3 separate regions of the Mus musculus genome follow, and regions 2 and 3 are each linked to region 1. The links are chromatin contacts, called in public HiChIP or PLAC-seq and promoter capture Hi-C maps. All regions are on one chromosome and are shown on one strand. The core of a region is the stretch at or near the end of the contact, and the rest is flanking DNA. Distances in the headings are between cores, read along the strand shown.

Region 1 (2,700 bases), core at 24-2,523:
GGTCCCAAGATAACTGTTTTATGGGGTTTGGGTATGAAGAAAAACATCACTGGAAAAATTAGAATGGAAACCTCTTTGCACACTTTAAAAGTGTCAGATTCGTTAGCAGTCTAATCAGAGACACACATCCACACAGGTGGAGCACACAGAGGCTCTGCCCCCAGTGACACCATTCTGTAGACTTTCCCTCTGGCACACAATCTCTTCCTTGAGGTTGCAGCTCTGAGAAGCCTGAGGTTCTAATTCATACAGGACACCAGAATTCATCCCAGCTCCAGCTGTCCTCTGTCCCTAAGAGAAGCAGAGGACCGGATACTAACCAGCCGGAAAACCCAAGGACCAGCACCCGGGAAGATGCCCTTGACTTCAGTCTCTACGCTATGAGGAAGGAAGGCAGCGCCATCCCCTGCTCTGTACCTGTGTGCTGCTGACTCCACATGATGGAGAGACTAGGAACAGGACAGGGACCTGTTTCTCCTCCATAGTCTTGCTCAGAATTTCTCTCAGTTTTGTAAAGCTGCAGACTCTCCTAGGAGGTATAAGCAGCAGATGAGAGGGAGGGAGGTTTTTTTTTTTTTTTTTTTTTTTTTCTCTCAGAGGAAGGGTTTAGCCAAGTAAACATAAATCCCAACTTGTGCCATTCTTTATAAAACGATTTCAAAGGCTGGAAGTGTATCGTGCCTGCGTGCTTGTACAAGGGTGCAGGGCACACATGTCGGGTGTTGGGAGACTTGAATGTGACTGCCTAGGATACATGCTTGCCCTGCAGTTTTGTTTCTGTGTCAAGCCAGCAATTTATCTGTTTTATAAGAATTTTAGCACACACACATACACACACACACCGCCCAAGATTCTCCCTCAGCTAAGCAATCCACCAGGGAGACTGGTGCTCAGATACCTGACACAAGAGAAATGGCAAGCTAAACTGAAGGAAGGTATTCTAGACTAAGAACTTCCAACAAATGATACCCACAGGCCCGTTTAGATTTAGAAATTGCACAGAATTGCCCTGCATCTAAAAGACTAGAGGCTGTGGAAGCGGTGTCCCGGGAGCTCTCTAGCTCCCCAGGAGGAACCAGGATGTCAAAACTCTCTCAAGCTTCCCAGGCTGTCTCCGTAGCAGACCCTGCCCCAGCCCTGGGTCCCCTCTTCAGTTCCTCCCCCGATTCGATTCGTCATCCCGTAGTGGCGCTTGCTGCAGCCCTCCCTGGTTGCTTTATTTATTTATTTTGCACCAACAGGGTTGCTGCAGACTCATTCTGGTTTAAAAAGAGAGAAGAGGAGGGAAAAAAAAAAAAAAAGAAAAAAATGCTTCCTGGCTCTTTTCTCTCCTTTGGTCTTGGCAGCGCGACCGCAGTAGCGGCGGCAGCAACAGCAGTCTTGCCAGCCGGCTGATGCGGCAGGCTGCCGGGCAGTGGGGAGTGGGGACTCAGACACACGGGGAAGGTGGAGAGGCCAAGGTGCAGCTCGGATGGGACAGGCCCCAGCCCTGGAGAGATGCAGCGCCCAACTTGATGCCACCCCCCAGCTTCTCCGGTAAGTGCCCCTGCCCCTCTGTGGGCACGTCTCAGCTGCCCTTTCCCATGGCATTCTCAAAGACAAGGCCATGTTAAATAGCCTACAGGAAAGAGAGCTTCCCCTCTACCCTAGCTGACCATTCATCCTGTGATTGGAAAACTAAAATGTCCCAGGTACCCCTGGTAGGGAGAGTCCAAGGAGCCCCCCCCCCCGCTTTTTTTAGCCTCTAAAAAGCTGCCCTCCTAATCTGTGTGGATACTCCAAAAATCTCTCTCCTAAGTGCCCCTTCACCATGCAGGTCCCCATGCCTCAATCTGGCATGCTTTAAAGTGGATATGTGCTCGAATGAATCTGTGGCTGCCACATAGACAAGAAAGCTCCATCTCCCTGAGGGGGCAGTGCCCCAGACTCTAGACCCCAGGGGAAGAGAAAGAGTTTTGTAACATCCATCCATCTCTTCTTGCAAAGTGACCAGAGACCAGTCCTGTAGTCATAGAGGATAACAAAGGAAGACTGATTAAATTGGCCACCTTATAAATAAAAGATGTTGACCCTAAGTCCCCCAGCCACTGGGCTAGCAGGCTTTGGGGACAAAGAGAAAACTCATGTAAGCAGGAGAAAGGGCGCTGGCACACACGCCTCACTGCACTTTTGCTGAATGCAGAGCGAAGTGATGAACAGGAAGTGCAGCAACAGTGATGAAGGGCTAGCTGTCAGGTGGACAGGAGAGGCTGGGAACTCTTAGTACCACACAGATGCCCATTAGGCCCTGAAAGGGGGAGGAGAGAGACAGCTGCTGCTGCCCCTTGCTACTCTTTCCCCTCCCCAAGTGATCCCACAACAGTGTCCTGTATCCCTTCTGCTCTTTCCTCTGCGTCCATACTGAGGACTGAACTTGGTATCTTTCTTTAGTTTCCCAACTGCGTTATCCTCTGAAGTGGCTGGAGGAGAGTCTCCAGAATGATTCTCCTGGAGTGTAGGAAGGAAAGGAGAGCTGCAGCTCCTCCTGTATTCTACATGCGAGAAAATAGGACACACAGCAGAAAGCTAACGCCACAGAGCCCAGAAAACCTGAAGCCTCAAAGTCCCGAGGTGCAGGACCTGCAGCCAGGGAAACACAGCAAGCAGGCCGCCTCCAGGAGTGTCAGCTTGCTCCTGCTCCTAGCCCTCTGTCATCTCATT
Region 2 (2,700 bases), core at 2-2,501, 590 kb after region 1:
TATGCACGTGCCTTACTAAAATGAACTACACATTTTTCTAAAGCCCAGGCAAGACATTGTATAGGAGAATTCCTGGGTGTGCCCTGACACTGGCTCCCAGTCTTGGTTGTCCTTGCGGGTTCTGGTTAATCCCGTGTTCCTCCCACTATGGAGGAGCTCCAGAAGAGTGAAATGGGGGCTCCGGGAGAGAAGAGGCCCAGGGCTACTTTCTTCCTGGAGTCTCCATACAAAACTCTTCTTCATTGGCCAGATCTCACAGAAGTTTCCATGTTCTTATGAGGATTCCTTTATGTTCCCTACAGACTCACATACACCCCCCCCAAAAAAGCAGTTCTTAGCCTCAATTTTCCTTCCTATTTGTAGCCAAATGATAAATATTTTGCCATAGAGTTGGCAAGGTGGCACAAGAATCAGAGAGTGATTTAGGAACCAACCCTTAATCACACCCTCCCCTACATAATGACACTTCAAAGAGATTAGCTTTGTCTTTTCAGGACTGTAACCTTTGTACAGAGGCATCTGCTGCATGTCACACTGGAAGCCTTTCCAGCCTGATAAGGGTGTGATGTCAGCTCCTGGCTTCAGCTTCACTCCCTGAAGCTGACTCAGTACAAGTGACTCAGGCCCAGGGAGTAGGAGGAGAACAGATCATGAGACCCTACTGTCTGCCATGGACATTAATGAGCCCACTGGGGCCTGTCTGGGAGAGGATCAGCTAGGCCAATTTTCTGCCTTTTTTCTTCTGCAACTAGCATAAGTATAGAAGTTGGACCAGCAGATTATAACAGATTCTGACATCTTCACTGCCTCTTTCCTTCCCACTTCTACCCAAAGTAGAAGAGTTGTAGCCTTAGCAGGGTGTTTCCAAGTGTGACTACACCCTGCAAATGATCTTCTGCCTAAATTCTTGAGGAAAACCCAAATGTAGTGCCTCTATCAAGAACTTCAGTCATAGAATTGAATTAAGCAGAGGCTTGAAATGCTAGCTATAGAACAGAGTGCAATGGCCACTGCCTTCTTGCTCTAGGAATTCTCAAGACTTTCCTTTAGTCCAGACCCCCCTCTCTTGCTCCTGTTCCTGCTGCCTGCCCAGGTAGGATATAGTGTATAGAATCCAGGATGGATGGCCCAGTCCATGAGTGCTATTCCACGATTACTGAAGGAGCTGTCCCTCACTTTGTTCCCAGATACCAGCTAGCACAGGGGAGGGATGTTGTTTATTTTGTAATTTTTTATTTGTTTTCTAAGAAAGACTCAGTATGTAGCCTGGGCTAGCCTTGAGCTCTTGATCCGCCTGCCTCAGCCTTGTAAGTACTGAGGTTACAAGCATGTGTTACTGCCCTCAGCTGAGGTGATATTTAGATTATTGGGATCTAAACTTTGGGCTGGAATCAAGATTGCCACCGCCCTTCTAATTAGCTTTCTCAGGTGGATTTAGTTAGGATCTAATTGTCCAACATACATCAAAAAATACAATATATTTAGTGTCATGTGCAGTAGCCTGATAGTAAGCCTAAGAAGGTTTGGAAGAGATAAGACTGCATTTTTTGAGCATCCAGCCCACAGCTTTCAGGTTCATGGGTTTGGGATGCCCTTTGTCACACAGGTTCAAGGTTGGGATTAGGCTTCCTAGGGTGATCGCAGGGCTGACTGAGAGGAGTTTAGCTCTTCCTGAGATTACCAAGAAGCTACAAGAACATCGACTTTGTACCACAAGGGTCTTGCAGTTTTTGGTTGTCCCCTTGAGGACAGGGTTGGTTGAAGGCATGTGAGTGAGTGGTATGAAAGAAGTGAGCCTCTAGGATTTTGATCTAAAAGGAAGATTTGTTCAGGTAAGAACAGGAGATAAAACAGAAAACAGAAGGTGCCTTGGCCTTCAGCTTTTGATCTCAAGGTCTGAGCTGGCCTTCCAACATCCCACAGATGTCTAGACTCTGGGCAACTGGCAGTTTCAGGCTGACTGTCTTTCACTAAAGCAGATATAGCTGCACAAGAGAAGCAGTTATGAACCAAGTTGGAGCTAAATTCTTTGCCTTTGTCTCTTTCCCTCCCCCCAACCCCACCCTTTCTTCCCCTTGCCCTCTGGCCCTTTCCCAGGAGCTCTCCTCCAGCACCGAGAGTATTGATAATTCATTCAGTTCCGTAAGTGGGGCCAGGCTGGGACTGGGTGGCAGGCTCCACACGTGGCCGCATTTCCTCTCCGTCCCATGTCTTCTAAGACCAATGAAGACCCCTTTGACTCCCAGAGATTCGTATCTCCCTGCCAGGCTTTCAGACCTGGCGGCATTCCCTCTGAGCTTTAGTGCCCTGACAGGCTCAGCTGATCCTTTGCTCACAGACGGCAGCTGGAATGTTGTGCTGCTTAGTCCTAGCCCCTCGGTCTCTGGAGCAAACAGCTGGGAGAGGTAGAATTTACTCCTGGATTAGAGCCAAGGACTGCTTGGCAGAAACCTCCAGTATCCCATTTCTCCCACCAAGAACCCTTTCCTTATGGCTTCTGCCATCAGCCCATCAAATATTTATTCAGTTTTCTAAATGTTAGACCCTGTGCTGGCTGAGCCAACTCCAAAAACAAACAGGAATTGGCCTGAGGGAAAGTTTTACCTTCCCACAACTGGTTTTCCTTTTTTAACTTCCTTTCTTTCAGGTTTGAGTTCTTCCCATTCCCCAGTTCACTGCCCAGGATATCCCTTAATCCCT
Region 3 (2,700 bases), core at 131-2,630, 840 kb before region 1:
TGTGAATCAGACTGTTGCCCCACTATGGGGCCTTAGAAGCCCCTGTCCAACATTCTTGTACTGCTCATCAACCATAGGGAATTGTTTACAATATCTTCAGAAACCTCGGCGCTCTTTGAAAGAAGAAACTGATTCCCCATCTCTGAATCAACAGGCTCTAGCACAAACTAAACATTCTAAGGCTCATGCCCCAGAAAACCAGTGAGTAGGAGTATTCTAAATTCGATCACATTTTCCCTGAGATTTCCTCCACAGCTGCGACGACCTGGGGAGGCCTGTGGGAAGATTTGGAAGGAAAAACTGCTTTTGAAGAGCCAGAACTGAGGTTTCAGAGACCCTGGAGAAAACAGAGCTGATCCAAGTTGGATTTTCCTGACCTCTGCCGAGACTGTCACGTGGTGGCGCATAGAGAATTCCCTAATTCTGTTTATCCCTTTGGAATCTCTCATCCTTTCTAGGACTTCCCCTGGGAACAGGGGAAACCCCAGTGCTAGGGACTGGGCTGTGTCACCAATAACTGCATTTAATCCCAAACCACAAATAATGTTAAGTATCAGGGAAGGGTGTGGTTGTCAGTTAGGATACACTTCAGTCGTCTCTAAATATCTTCCAGAAGTTTCTTCCAAAGAGCTTTTTAGAGCCAAGTAGAGTCAAGAAGGGGGCTCCGAAACAGATCTTAGTAATATTGGCCACAGCTGAAACTATCGACCAAGCAAAATCACAAACTGTACCAGGAAAGGTGAACCCTGTAACAAAGAAGCTCCTGAAGCTGACAAGCACTAGGACACGCCCTGATCCTCACCACTCAGTGGTGGCAAGGCTAGGCTGAAGCCCAGGGGCCTTGCTTCTGCACTCAACACAGGCGACCCCAAGACCAGGTCCTAGAGCAAGCTAGGTGTAGAAGCGTTCCTCCTGCTTATCTAGGAAATTATTCCTAACCCTGCAGGTTCTCGCAGAGGCTCTTGGCTCTGGTTCTGGCCATTGTGCCTCCCGAGACGGCTGGATTCTTATTTCTACACTCACCCACTTTCTAAAATCAAACCTGAGAGGAAGGGCACGGCCCTGGATGAGAATGCCCTGAAATACTAAGAGCATTCTTCCGCAGGGACGTTTACAATAGGGCTGTCCCTGGGGACGGGCAAAGTTAGTCTGTTGGCAGAGTGGGAAGGGTGTGTGTGTGCGTGTGTGTTGCCTTGTGTTTTGGAGAGAGAAGGAGAGAGAGAGAGAGAGAGAGAGAGAGAGAGAGAGAGAGAGAGAGAGAGAGAGAGAGAGAGAGAGAGCGCTGGTGGGGCGGGGTGGGGGGCAGGAAGGGAGGGATGGGTGGGGAGGGCAGATGCCTGCCCTCCAGGCTCCTCCCGCTCCGGGGCGCCTCCGCCCTCTGTACCCGCCTCGCGTACAAAGACGCGCGGTCTTCGGCACTAGCCTCATCGTGGTGTGCCCAGCTCTTCCAAGGACTGCTGCGCTTCGGGGCCCAGGTGAGTCCCGCACCTAATATCTGCCCTCTGGGAACCCCACACCCGCTTGCTTCGGCCTCCAGCCAGGCTTCGCGAGGAGCCGCGCCCCGCGAGCCTGGGTGGGGCCACCCCTCCAGCTCGCACACTGCTTCGGATGCCCCCAGACTCGCTGGGGCGGAGGCCAGTCTTGTCTGGAGCTACCCCATCCTGGCGTTGGAGCCGCTGTTCTGTTCTCCTTTTCGGCATGTGGTTCTTCATTCTCATCTTTTCTACTTTGCAACTAGTCTTAGAGTTAACTGGAGTTTAGCAGAACCTGCTTGCGCTCTGTCCTAGTTGGCAGTTCCATGAAGCTTCAGGCTACAGGCAGAGCTCAGGCTGTTTGAGCCGCTTTGGCCAGGGAGGACTGGAGGCTTGGCAGCTGGAGGATTCCCTTTCTGAAGGACCCTGCTCTGCTTGTTGCCTTAGCCTCAGTGCAAATTCCAGGTTGCTTCGGAAGGATCTTTAAAGTAGGACTTTCTGTCTCTCTACCAAGTGTTCCTCTAGCTACTCGGATTAAATAAAGGGAACCAGAGAGAGATGGAACGAGAGAGCAGGCTTGGTGAAGAATCTTCAGTCTGGGATTAATTTTCATGTGGTGCAGTGAGAGGGACGTACCTGCTTCACGGCCTGAGCTTGGCAACAGGAATGACTGACCTCTTTCCTAGCCCTGCCTGGGAGGACTCTGGAGAAATTGCTGAGTGGGTGGCAAGCAAAACAGAAATGTGACAGACCAGCAGAGCCCGGATCCACATTCTGAAATCCACAGGACCCACCTCCCTCATTTTCCTACCCCCACCCCCCACCCCAGGAAAGCCAGACACATTCTGCAGGGTGGGGCTAGCACAAAGGGTTCCTGGATTCTCCTAGTGATCTGTGGCCTGTGACTCAGCTGTGAGACCTTGGGTGTGGCCTAGCTGGTTGCTGATTCTCTGTGGATGGTTTGAACAGATCGCTCCCTGAAGGAAAAGAGGAACTGTGCCATCTTCCAGGGCATTTTCCAAGAGGAAATGAGTCACAACTAACTGGCCACCAACCTGCAGGAGGGGTTTCTTGTCTGAGCTGCCTGGAAGGGCAGTAATTAGACTGGCAGAACCATTCCAAGTCTGTCTCTCTCCCCCCCGCCCCCCCCATTCCCCAAGCTTCAGTTTCAGCTTCCAGGAGTGGATTTTTGCATGTTATACTTCAAATTAGGTAGAAACTCTCTGTC

Evidence for each region. Promoter capture Hi-C pulls out the DNA fragments that hold promoters and counts their contacts. HiChIP or PLAC-seq counts read pairs in DNA pulled down with a chosen protein or histone mark.
Region 2: a contact with region 1 is called in a promoter capture Hi-C map of hippocampal neurons, with 2.2 times the contacts expected there. The contact joins the promoter of B230398E01Rik here to the promoter of Lingo4 in region 1. A contact is called at or near these places in 10 of 39 promoter capture datasets (the 3T3-L1 cell line, cranial neural crest, frontonasal cranial neural crest and 6 more) and 1 of 484 Hi-C or Micro-C datasets (embryonic stem cells).
Region 3: a contact with region 1 is called in an H3K4me3 HiChIP or PLAC-seq map of bone marrow-derived macrophages, with 7 times the contacts expected there. The contact joins the promoter of S100a10 here to the promoter of Lingo4 in region 1. A contact is called at or near these places in 4 of 39 promoter capture datasets (cranial neural crest, maxillary cranial neural crest, pre-B cells and 1 more) and 1 of 115 datasets of contacts at active chromatin or transcription factors (bone marrow-derived macrophages).

Annotation. Positions count from the first base shown.
Region 1 is chr3:94,397,946-94,400,645 of GRCm38.p6, forward strand. It overlaps Lingo4 (leucine rich repeat and Ig domain containing 4), which reads left to right and starts at 1,274. Exons shown (of 2, transcript NM_177250.2): 1 at 1,274-1,536. The coding sequence starts at 1,472. It overlaps Rorc (RAR-related orphan receptor gamma), which reads left to right. Exons shown (of 11, transcript NM_011281.3): 11 at 1-331.
Region 2 is chr3:94,987,206-94,989,905 of GRCm38.p6, forward strand. B230398E01Rik (a long non-coding RNA gene) reads right to left here and starts at 1,252. Exons shown (of 4, transcript XR_003954666.1): 1 at 1-1,252. All of the region lies in intron 2 of Pi4kb (phosphatidylinositol 4-kinase beta), which reads left to right.
Region 3 is chr3:93,553,737-93,556,436 of GRCm38.p6, forward strand. S100a10 (S100 calcium binding protein A10 (calpactin)) reads left to right here and starts at 1,381. Exons shown (of 3, transcript NM_009112.2): 1 at 1,381-1,475.